Regions from separate parts of the Mus musculus genome. Here all the other regions are linked to region 2. A link is a contact called in public Hi-C data. All regions are on one chromosome and are shown on one strand. Each heading gives the region's core, a stretch centred on a gene start, on an enhancer-like site or on the middle of the called end of the contact. The rest is flanking DNA. Distances are from core to core; before and after follow the strand shown. Region 1 has its middle 28 kb from the start of Mir710. Region 2 holds the start of Cpe (carboxypeptidase E). Region 3 has its middle 8.8 kb from the start of Gm40501.

Region 1 (3,379 bases), core at 230-2,729, 150 kb after region 2:
TACAGCACTGTGGGGAAAGTATACTCCAATTCAGCAAGACAGGGGCTCAAGTTTGGCTTAAGAAACTTCAATCAGAGAGGGAATACAGCAGACTGATCAGTTCACAGCAAAGGTGGAAATCCTTTAGAATCATACAAAGAAGTTTCATCAAATAGTTCTCTAAGAATAACTCTGTGGGCTGAACCAGCAACTAATGAGCATATGTGGACTGGACCTACGCCCCCTGGACATATGTAGGAGATGTGCCACTTGGTCTTCATATGGGTCCTTCAACAACTAGAGTGAGGGCTGTCCCTGACTCTGCTGCCTGCCTGTGGATCCTGTTCCCTAACTGGGCTGTCTTGGCTGGCCTCAGTGAGAGAGGATGAGCCTAGTCATGCCGGGACATGATGTGCCAGAGTGGGTTGGTACCCACAGGGGTCTTGTGGGGAGGGCCTGTGTGAGGGGTGACTGGGAGGAGGGGGGCTGCAATTGGTATGTAATGTGAATATATTAATTAATGGAAAAATAATGGTGTGGAAGGAAATATTGTGTTTTCCCACAGAGTGAGCAGGTAGACAGGATAGTACATACGGGCATCAATCCATGTGCAATATACACATTCGCTCATTTTGTAAAATAGGTATTACTGCTGCTTTCATTTGCATGTAGAGGAGGTGAAGTGATAGGATGCTAAGAAGCACATCCAGGGCCATGGACTAATAAGCTTAGTACTTCCTCCTTATGTATGTGGTCCAAAGTTCTAGAAATAATGTAAAAGCTGTAAGTTGTGTACCCTTTTCAGTGGGGCAAGGAGATCCTGCGTCATTGTATTCAGTGCTGCCTGGCATGTGACCCACTCCACTGTCTAACATATTCATGCTCTATTCACTCTTTCCATTAGTCATTCCAGTGTACTCGATCGGCTGTTGATGCCTTGTCACATCACATTACTTTCATTCAAGTAATCCTCGCTATTCTCAGTAGTAACTCCATGCACTGAAAGTAATAGTGCTCAGAATTCAGGCTTGTCAGAGAAGCCTCAGAGTGCTCCCCGAAGTGAGAACTGAACGTTCTTCGTATGTGTAGTTCATTCTATACTGTTTGCTCTTTCAAGTGTCAACATGGGTCTTGAAATGTATCCTGTGAATAGGGTTAATAGCTATAGTAACTTCATGGTCCATCTTTGTAGTCAGTGTAGTATGTAAGCCCTCTGGACACTGTGAGGTACTGGGAAGCTATGGAAGGTTTGTAAACAACAGAGTGACAAGATCAAAGGCCCTCTTCCCAATACCTTACCTTTAACTCTAGGATTATATCACATACAATTTGGGAAGACACAACTATTCAGAGCATGGAAAGGTAACTTTTATTCACCAAATGTAATTGTCATCCAGGAGGCTCACTGCTGAATAAGCTCACCTTTTCTAGTCCTTTCTGAATAGCTGGGTGGTGCAACTCAGCTGTTCTGGCTCAAAGCTCCACTCTGAGCTGACTGATTCAAACTGGCTCCTCTTGGTTTCTCACTGAATTTCTCTGCTTGGAAAAACTGCTTTTGGGTTCCATGAACTGAACCGCACTGACTACACAAATGGAATGGAACTGAGTGGAACTGAACAGAACTCCAGGAACTCCATTGAACTCAACTGCATTTAACTGAACTCAGCTGAACTCAACTGCATTCAACTGAACCGCACTCAACTGAAATTCCACTGCATTACCTGTTCAGTCAACTGAAGAGCACTTACTGAATGGCTCTCCAGACTGACTCACTCTGTGCTGCTCTGAAAGTAGACTGTCTCACCAGTCTGTTCTTGAGAGAGTAACATATCCTGTCTCTGACTCATTTGTCTCTGATTCATGACTTTGTCTGTCCTTCAGTTAGATGTCACTTTCAAACATGGCTGCTTCCTTCTACAAACGAACTTCGCCTTCATTGTTTGGAATTCAAGGAATGTACTAAGAGCATGTTTGATTACCAGCCAGAGGGATTAAAGGTGTGTCATTCCACCCTGATCACACAGACCTAGAAGGTTTTTGGATGTGATCCCTTTCAAGAGTAGCCATGTTGCTGGATTGAAATTTCTCTACAAGAGCACATCTCTTCTACGTAGAGAGATGGAACTAGAGCAGTGACAGCTAACAGCTGATGCATGAGTCAGGAGGCACAGCATTATTTATTGTCTTGTTCTTTACTTTTGTATGGTTTTTAACTTTTCAAAATAAGAAAATGAACCATAAAAATCACTGGGAGGAAACATTCTTTTCTGTCTACTTTTCAAGTCCCCTTCCTTCCTTTCTGTGACAATTCCATGAATTTGCCCATGGTGTAAAGTTTAGCTTTGAGCTCAGACCCACTCTGCTTCCCAGCGGGTGATCTGAACATCACTGTGAGGAGCTTATATTTTTAGGCTCTGGTTTCATTTGTCTGTAATCTTTGATTACTATATGAAGTGACAGCAAGGAACCTCAGGACCATTTTGGTTCTTGTTATTCCCTGCAGCTGCAAGAATGGGTTCCAGAGGGCCAATGAAGAAAAGTGGTGAAGGCATGGTACATTCTCCATGGCTCAGGGGAAGGCTAGAAACATCTCTGGAATGAAAAGGAAAGAAATACCTTGAGACTTCTCCATGTGGGTCTGCTAAAGTCATCATGTCACAGTGTTTTACAGGGCTTGCGCTTTCCCTGTTGTTGGTAGGTTTTGGCAGCCCTGGCATCATAGTTATGCATTGTGAACAACTTCCAAGAAAGGATGCCTTCTTCAGTCATTCCACACAAAAGATGGAGGAGTAAGAGGATTATTTTTCATACATTTTATTTCTCCACAGATGGGTAGCACTTGACCTACAAGTTATGGTTGTCTCAGCTCATTTGAAAACTCAACAGATTGATAAATAGAATTTCATTACACAGTCATCCAGTGAAGGAGGAGAGAATGTGGCACTGTTAAATTCTCTGTTTAATGAAGTTTTTCCATAAAAATTAAAGGTACTTATAATGATGACTTTATTGAGTATCTTTTGTATGCTTTCATTTAATACAGTAAGTTAACATTGCTAGAGTTTTTTCTAACATTATTTTGTGGTGGTTTGAAATAAAATGGCCTCCCTATGGAGGCTCACATATTTAAATGCTTAGGTTCCAGCTGATGGAACTGTGTGGGGAGAATAGATTGGAGTAGGTGTGTCACTGGAGATAGGCTTTGAGGTTTCAAAAAGCCCATGCTAGGCCCAGTCTTTCTTTCTCTCCCCTCTTCCTCCTTCTCCATTTCTTCCTCCTCCTTCATTTCCTCCTCCTCTTCCTCCCCTTTCTTCTCCTCCATCTCTCTTTCTCCCTCTCCCCTCTCTCTCCCTCTCTCTTCCTCCCCCCTCTCTTTCTTTGCCTGATGCCAATGGATCAG
Region 2 (3,287 bases), core at 608-3,107:
TGAGACCCTGTCTTAAGAAAAGCATCTGTGCTGCTGTGGGAGATGTAGACACACTGATTCCAGGCTAACCTCTCTGCCAGCACCTTGGCAGCCTGTCTATTTATACACCTTGATTTACTTGCTTGAGGGAGAGTCACACTATTTAGCTCAGGCTTGCCTCAAGTTCAAGATCTTCCTGCTTCAGGTGCTTGAATGCTGGGACTACAGGTGTGTACTACCATGACTTGATTTGTGCTCCTTTAAAATTGTATTTAGATGTGTGTATGTCCCCCCCAATTATTACTGTATATGTAGGGTGTCCAAGGAGGCCAGATATCAGATCCCTTGGAGCTGGAGATGCAGACAGCTGTGATCCTCTGGTTCTGAGTGTTGGAATTGAACTCAGGTACTCTGCAAGAGTATTATGTGTTCTTTACTGTGAAGCCATTTCTCCAGCCCCCGAGACAGTAATACTTATTTTATTTGTGAAATTCTCAAGATGAGCTGGATGCCTACAGTTGCTCCCCTTTTTGGTCTACGTTTGTTCCTGAATGTGTGACAGACAATTTTTGCCTGCCTTCTTCACTCAGTGCTGGTAACATTCTGTGCCTTAGTTATAGCACTCTGGTTGGTTAGGATTTCTCAGGGGTGGGAATGGGGTGGGTGAGGTGTGGGCGGCCATGTCTGTCACAGGTCAGCTTTCGGAGACAGGGGGACTTCTGAGAGCCACAGAGGCCATATGACGACCTGTTGTCTTGCTAATATCACTTTCTAAGCAGCTGGACTCCCTTTGTCCTCTAGCTGCTCCTGAGACCAAGGAGTCAGTAGGAGAAGGCACTTCCACTGTTTCAAACTTCAGTTAAAACAACAACAACAACAACAAACCAACAACAAACCTAATGAAACTATTATAGACCTGGATTCCTTTCCTTTCCAGGTGACAGATTTATTCAGGACAGGGTATTATTAGACAGCAGAGAAAGAGGCATCCGAGGGAAAATGTCCCTCATGAAACATTCCCCAGCTGGTCTTCATTCAGTCTTTCTTTTTGGTGGTCATACTCAATGATCACGTGTTCAGATCCGTGCTGATGTTACACCCAAATGGCAACCTTTGTAGAGTAACATCTGCTGCAGATGTTGCTCCAAAAACACAAGCCCTGCCCAAGGGTGCTCATTTAAGCCCATGATTTTATCCGTTTGCAGTCACTTTGTGAAAGGGATGACAATATATATCATTTGTCTGTATCGGATTTTTCTCTATTTCAGGATTGAATCAGAATGCCAAACGAAATCCTTTGTCTAATTCATGAGCAGAGTCTTTTTTTTTTTTTCCAGGATATCACAGAAGATGAGTGGTATAGGTCCTGCTTGTAAAGGACACCGTCTTATCCCATTTCTTTTTTTTTTTTCCCCCTAGAAAGGTTTTGGAGTGTGTCTGAATACAATTAAATGCAGGATCTGTAAATTGGTAGAAAGCACCTTTAAATCAAAACACAGTGTTCTGGCTTCTAGCCAGACCTTGCTGTAGATGAAATCGCATCCCTTAAGTTTCCACTATTGCAGTGATGTCCAGGCAAGCAGCGGGTTGTTTCTTACCCCCACCCCGCATTCTGATGCATCTAGGTGGAAATCAAAAGGCCCTGTTAACAACCCAAGAATGTGTTTTCTACAAGGATGATCTTGGGTCGTGGTTCCCTCTCATTAACAATAGCCTTCCTAAGTCAAGGTCTTAGCTGTCATTCCACCTGCGTGGTCCCTGGCGCCATTTGGCTTTTGACGTGGGTCTGAACCAAGAAATAAACCCAACATCCCTGGCGGCTGCTTCGCCTGTGCCTAGCCTCCTGGCTCCCGCTCCCCGGGGCGGGTAGTGCAGCGCGCAGAGCCGTCGCGTCGCCGCTGTCCTCTGGGTGGCCCCAGAGCGCACCGTTCATTGAGCGGTGGAAGGTGAGGCGAGAGGAGGCTGGTGCTGAGCTCGCCAACTCCACCCGGGCCCGGGCAGACAAAAGAGGCCGGCAGTGCAGCTCGCGGGGACGCGATGGCCGGGCGCGGAGGACGGGTGCTGCTGGCGCTGTGTGCCGCGCTGGTGGCCGGCGGGTGGCTGCTGACGGCTGAAGCCCAGGAGCCCGGGGCGCCAGCGGCTGGCATGAGGCGCCGCCGGCGGCTCCAGCAAGAGGACGGCATCTCCTTCGAGTACCACCGCTATCCAGAGCTGCGCGAGGCGCTGGTGTCCGTATGGCTGCAGTGCACCGCCATCAGCAGAATCTACACAGTGGGGCGCAGCTTCGAGGGCCGGGAGCTCCTGGTCATCGAGCTGTCTGACAACCCCGGGGTCCATGAGCCGGGTAAGTGCTCTGCCCGCTGCAGGGGCTCCGGGGACGGGAAGAAGGAGAGGTGGGCCCCAAGTTGCTTCCCGGTGGAGGATGCCTGGATGGAAGGTGGAAAGTGGGAAGGAAACGAGCACCAGCCTCTCCCTATCGTTCGCATCTCCGACCCGTTTTTTTTTGTTTTTTTGTTTTTTTTTTTTTTTTTTTTGTGAACATAGGCTAGAGGGGGGCTGGAGGCACGGGGACAGGAATAACAGGCAAGCAAATCCCAGAGCTGAGTCCCCGGTGCTCACCGTCACAGATGGGTCAAACTCTAAACAGAATAAAATTGTGAGTTCTCAGGAAGGCAAACACCTTCCCCTCAGACACGAGTGAAAAATAAGGTGCAGAAGGAGAGGAGCCAGGAAGGAGGTCTCAGAGGAGCCAGGAAAGAGGCTTTTATCATTTGAGAATTTCCAAAGGACCAGCTTATTGGGTGCTGCAGCTCTTCCTACCTTCCTCTGTGTTTGTGTGAGCGTTAGGTGCACTCTCTGGGGATGCTGGCGAATTTTAAAAAGGATATTGATGATCTAGATGTCGTGTGGTGTGCATATATGTAGATCTTCCTACCAGGATAGAAAAAGATGGTTTCTAACAGGCATACAGATTCTGAAACCATGCATGGCCTTACTAAGGGAAAACAACAGTACCCCCCCACCCCCACCCCTCCCCGCGTGCTTTAACCACTCTGAGATGACTAGTTCACGATTGATCACGTTTTATCTCCTGCAGTCATCTTGTTAGGCATTTTCCGTCAGAGTATGTTCAAGCACGTTTTGATTTGTATTAAAGGCTTAGTATTAAAAAGATATTTTAAGCAATGTTTTGGGATCTTTTTTGGGTTATGTTTATGCTCTTCAGAAAGAATTTGGTCCTGGCCTTTCTGTTGGTAATGAAGGCCTGGTTAAAGCGCCGGAATCAGTATGGAATGCTTTTGATTTCT
Region 3 (3,348 bases), core at 663-3,162, 180 kb before region 2:
CCTGGGCCTAGCAAACACAGAAGTGGATGCTCACAGTCAGCTATTGGATGGATCACAGGGCCCCCAATAGAGGAGCTAGAGAAAGTACCCAAGGAGCTAAAGGGAACTGCAACCCTATAGGTGGAACAACAATATGAACTAAGCAGTACCCCGGAGCTCTTGACTCTAGCTGCATATGTATCAAAAGATGGCCTAGTCGGCCATCACTGGAAAGAGAGGCCCATTGGACTTGCAAACTTTATATGCCCCAGTACAGGGGAACGCCAGGGCCAAAAAATGGGAATGGGTGGGTAGGGGAGTGGGGGGGGGGAGGATGTGGGGGACTTTTGGGATAGCATTGGAAATGTAATTGAGGAAAATACGTAATTAAAAAAAGCTTTATAATTATAAACTAGTCATATAATAATACTATAACATCAAGATATTTTACATTGTTTACAATGTCTGTGCTTTTTAAAATAACAAAAGCAAAAATGAAAATGAGACTATCATTTTAAAGGCATGTTTTTAAATATTGACTAAAAAATAAAGGCAACTCCTGTTTTCAAAAAAAAAAAAAAAAAGAAAGAAAGAAAGAAAGAAAGAAAGAAAGAAAGAAAGAAAGTAGGTTGGGCAAGCCATGCAAACAAGCCAGTAAAATAGTACCCTTCCAGGTTCCTGCCTCGCATTCTGCCTGAATGTCCCCCAACAATGAACTATAAGTTGCAGTGGAAATAAACCATCTCCTTCCCAAGTTGCTTTTGGTCATGGTCTTTATACCAGTAATAGGAAGCAAGTTTATTAACTTGCCACCAACACACTTCCAAAGCCAAAGGTCCAGGCTACACAGTCAAGCCTCCCACCCCATCAAAAACCTCCAGTAAAATAGCCTTATTCTTCTTTTAAATTTTGTATATGTGTATGTATGAGTGGTACACACATGGGGCCGTGTGCATTGGAGCATGCAGAGACCAGAACAGAACATCAGTTGGCTTTCTCTGATCACCTTTGGCCTGATTGCCTGGAGACATGGTCTCCCACTAAACTTGAGGCTCACTGTTCTGTCTGGGTTGGCTGGTCTGTCAGCTCCTTAGTGTCTGTCTATCTCTACCCCTGTGTTAGAGCGACAAGCACACACAGTCATGCTTGGCTATTCTTTCCTTTCCTTTTCTTTCTTTCCTTTTCTCTTTTTTCTTTCTCTCTTTCTTTCTTTCTTTTTTATGTTGAGGGCCGAGGAGTTTAAAATTGCATATGCATGGGTGTTTTTTTCTTGCATGTATATCCGTGAGTCACTTGCATACATGCACAGTGCCTGCAGAGACCAGGAGCAGACATTGCATCCCCTGGATCTAGCATTACAGGTGGTTGAGTCACTATGTAGCTGCTGGGAATCAAACCTGGGTCCTTTGGAAGAGGGCTTTTAACTGTTGAGCCATCTCCACAGCCCCATTGTGCTAGGGATTCTAGTTGAGGCCCTGCTTCTTAAAAAGCAGCAATCTTCCCCACAGAGCCATATCCCCAGTTCAACTTTCAGAAAAATCAATATAGTTTTACTGTAAGAAGTGCTATCAGAGAGCTGTATGGGGTAAAAATGATGTGGTCCTACCCACCGCCTTGCTAGGGAGAAGTGGGTGGAGGATTGGTGGGTTGGGGTCACAGTCTCACCCAGTCCCTAGAGGTCACAGTGGATAGCCATCTTGGCCTGAGAGATGTCTGACACATCACCTCAGTTGTAATGTTTGAAAACAGAAAAATCTTACACTCAAAACAATCCTGTCTGTGTGCCTGCCAATCAGTCAGTTCCCGGCTTTGCTGGAACAGTGGTCAGATACTAAAAAGGAAATGTTACAGAATGCTTACGCCCCGCCCATCCTGTGTGTGGTACAGACTGTTAACCGCACACCTTGTGTTATCCCTCACACATCCTGGATTCCTGGGGAGAGGGAGTATGATGTGGGCGTATTTCGTGTGCTTGATATCTATAAATACACTCAGAGGCTGCTCAAAGCTGCTCCCTGTTATTCTGGCATCTTCTCTATTCCGGGTTTCCTCACACACCCTCACAGAAGAGGAGAAAGTGGATTTCAACTCTGCCACCCTGACCACAATCCCAGAAAATCACTCTAACAACAGTTACTGATTTTTAGGTACACCTTCCTCTCAGACGGGCAATGTGAGAGGCGAGTCCTTTGGCAGCCGCATGCTGCACACCGATTTCTGCTAGGTTCTCTTGACCTCCTTCTGGGCCGACTTTGGAGACACCACTTCTATTTTTGGCACCATCTGCCTTCTGTAGTTTGATTCAGGGTTTTCTCCCAGCCCATGACTCTGATGCTATTTTTTGTTTGAAGCTTTTCTTTCTTTCTTTTCCCAGAAACCCCAGCCCACAGATCTTCCACCCACTGCTGCCTAAGGCTTACCCAGCCCTTGGAGTCTGCAGTCAGTCACCTGGAGGGGAGGATTTGCTAGGGTTCAAGATCCATTGAAGTTGTCCCTTCTCACCCCTCTAGTCAGACCTGTGGTTTTCAGAATACAGTGTGTGCCTCACATGATGGCTTTGCCCTGTACTAGCTATGGGTTATTTAGTGCCTTACTAGACTTAGGTTTCTCAACCAAAAGAGGGAATCCCTGACTTTACCTCAACTGGGTCTTCCTTTATATCCCATGCTGACCCCAAATTCCTGGATTTAAACAATCCTCCCATACTTGCCTCCCTAGTAGTCGAGACTACGAACACATACTATCCAAACTACCTTAAAATGGGGGATATTAATAGTACCTTCATCACAGGATGGGATGCGTAATATTGATTGTTTACTTGACAGGACCTAGAACCACTTAGGAGACAAATATCTGTAAGGAAGTTTATAGACTGGGCTAAGACAGAAGACCCTCCCTAAATATGGGCAGCACATTCTTCATGTCCTGGATTGAGTAAAAAGGGAAAAGGGAGAGATGAATATTGTCTCCTTTCATATCCGTCTTTCTCAGCTTCCTGACTGTGGATGTAATGTGACCAGCGATGGCCATGATGCCCCCACTCTGATGAACGATACTCTCAAACTGTGAACCAAGATGCACCTCCCTTAATAAGCTTTTGTTGGGTATTTTGTCAGGGCATTGAAACAGTATCTAATACATGAGGTTTTAATAAAGATGGTAGTGGATTAATGGCAAACTTAATGGACCACGCTTCCTCAACCCAACATATTCCTTACAATGTTAGTTTTAGCTTTGGCCATGCAGCCTGATTTGGGCAATAGCACAGAAAGAGATTTGAAACACACACACACACACACACACACACACAGAGAGAGAGAGAGAGAGAGAGAGTGTGTGTGTTTTGTATTTACTTCCTTACTGATTTGT

Evidence for each region. Hi-C and Micro-C count contacts between places; a contact is called where the count stands out from the background.
Region 1: a contact with region 2 is called in a Hi-C map of embryonic fibroblasts, with 3 times the contacts expected there. The contact joins the enhancer-like site here to the promoter of Cpe in region 2. A contact is called at or near these places in 3 of 39 promoter capture datasets (embryonic stem cells, macrophages and stem cell-derived epiblast-like cells), 4 of 484 Hi-C or Micro-C datasets (the HL-1 cell line, embryonic fibroblasts and embryonic stem cells) and 1 of 9 other capture datasets (embryonic stem cells).
Region 3: a contact with region 2 is called in a Hi-C map of cerebral cortex, with 2.3 times the contacts expected there. The contact joins the enhancer-like site here to the promoter of Cpe in region 2. A contact is called at or near these places in 2 of 39 promoter capture datasets (liver and stem cell-derived epiblast-like cells), 1 of 484 Hi-C or Micro-C datasets (cerebral cortex), 1 of 115 datasets of contacts at active chromatin or transcription factors (pancreatic cancer cells) and 2 of 9 other capture datasets (adipose tissue and liver).

What each region holds. Positions count from the first base shown.
Region 1 is chr8:64,541,146-64,544,524 of GRCm38.p6, reverse strand. No RefSeq gene overlaps it. Among named protein-coding and RNA genes, the nearest start is that of Mir710, 28 kb to the right of the region's middle. Within about 2 kb of position 1,479, at least 26 of the 459 cell types and tissues checked have an H3K27ac peak or open chromatin away from gene starts, as enhancers often do. A contact at or near this core is called in the HL-1 cell line and embryonic fibroblasts, where this site is marked.
Region 2 is chr8:64,691,679-64,694,965 of GRCm38.p6, reverse strand. Cpe (carboxypeptidase E) reads left to right here and starts at 1,857. Exons shown (of 9, transcript NM_013494.4): 1 at 1,857-2,323. The coding sequence starts at 2,017.
Region 3 is chr8:64,870,540-64,873,887 of GRCm38.p6, reverse strand. No RefSeq gene overlaps it. Among named protein-coding and RNA genes, the nearest start is that of Gm40501, 8.8 kb to the left of the region's middle. Within about 2 kb of position 1,912, at least 73 of the 459 cell types and tissues checked have an H3K27ac peak or open chromatin away from gene starts, as enhancers often do. A contact at or near this core is called in cerebral cortex and pancreatic cancer cells, where this site is marked.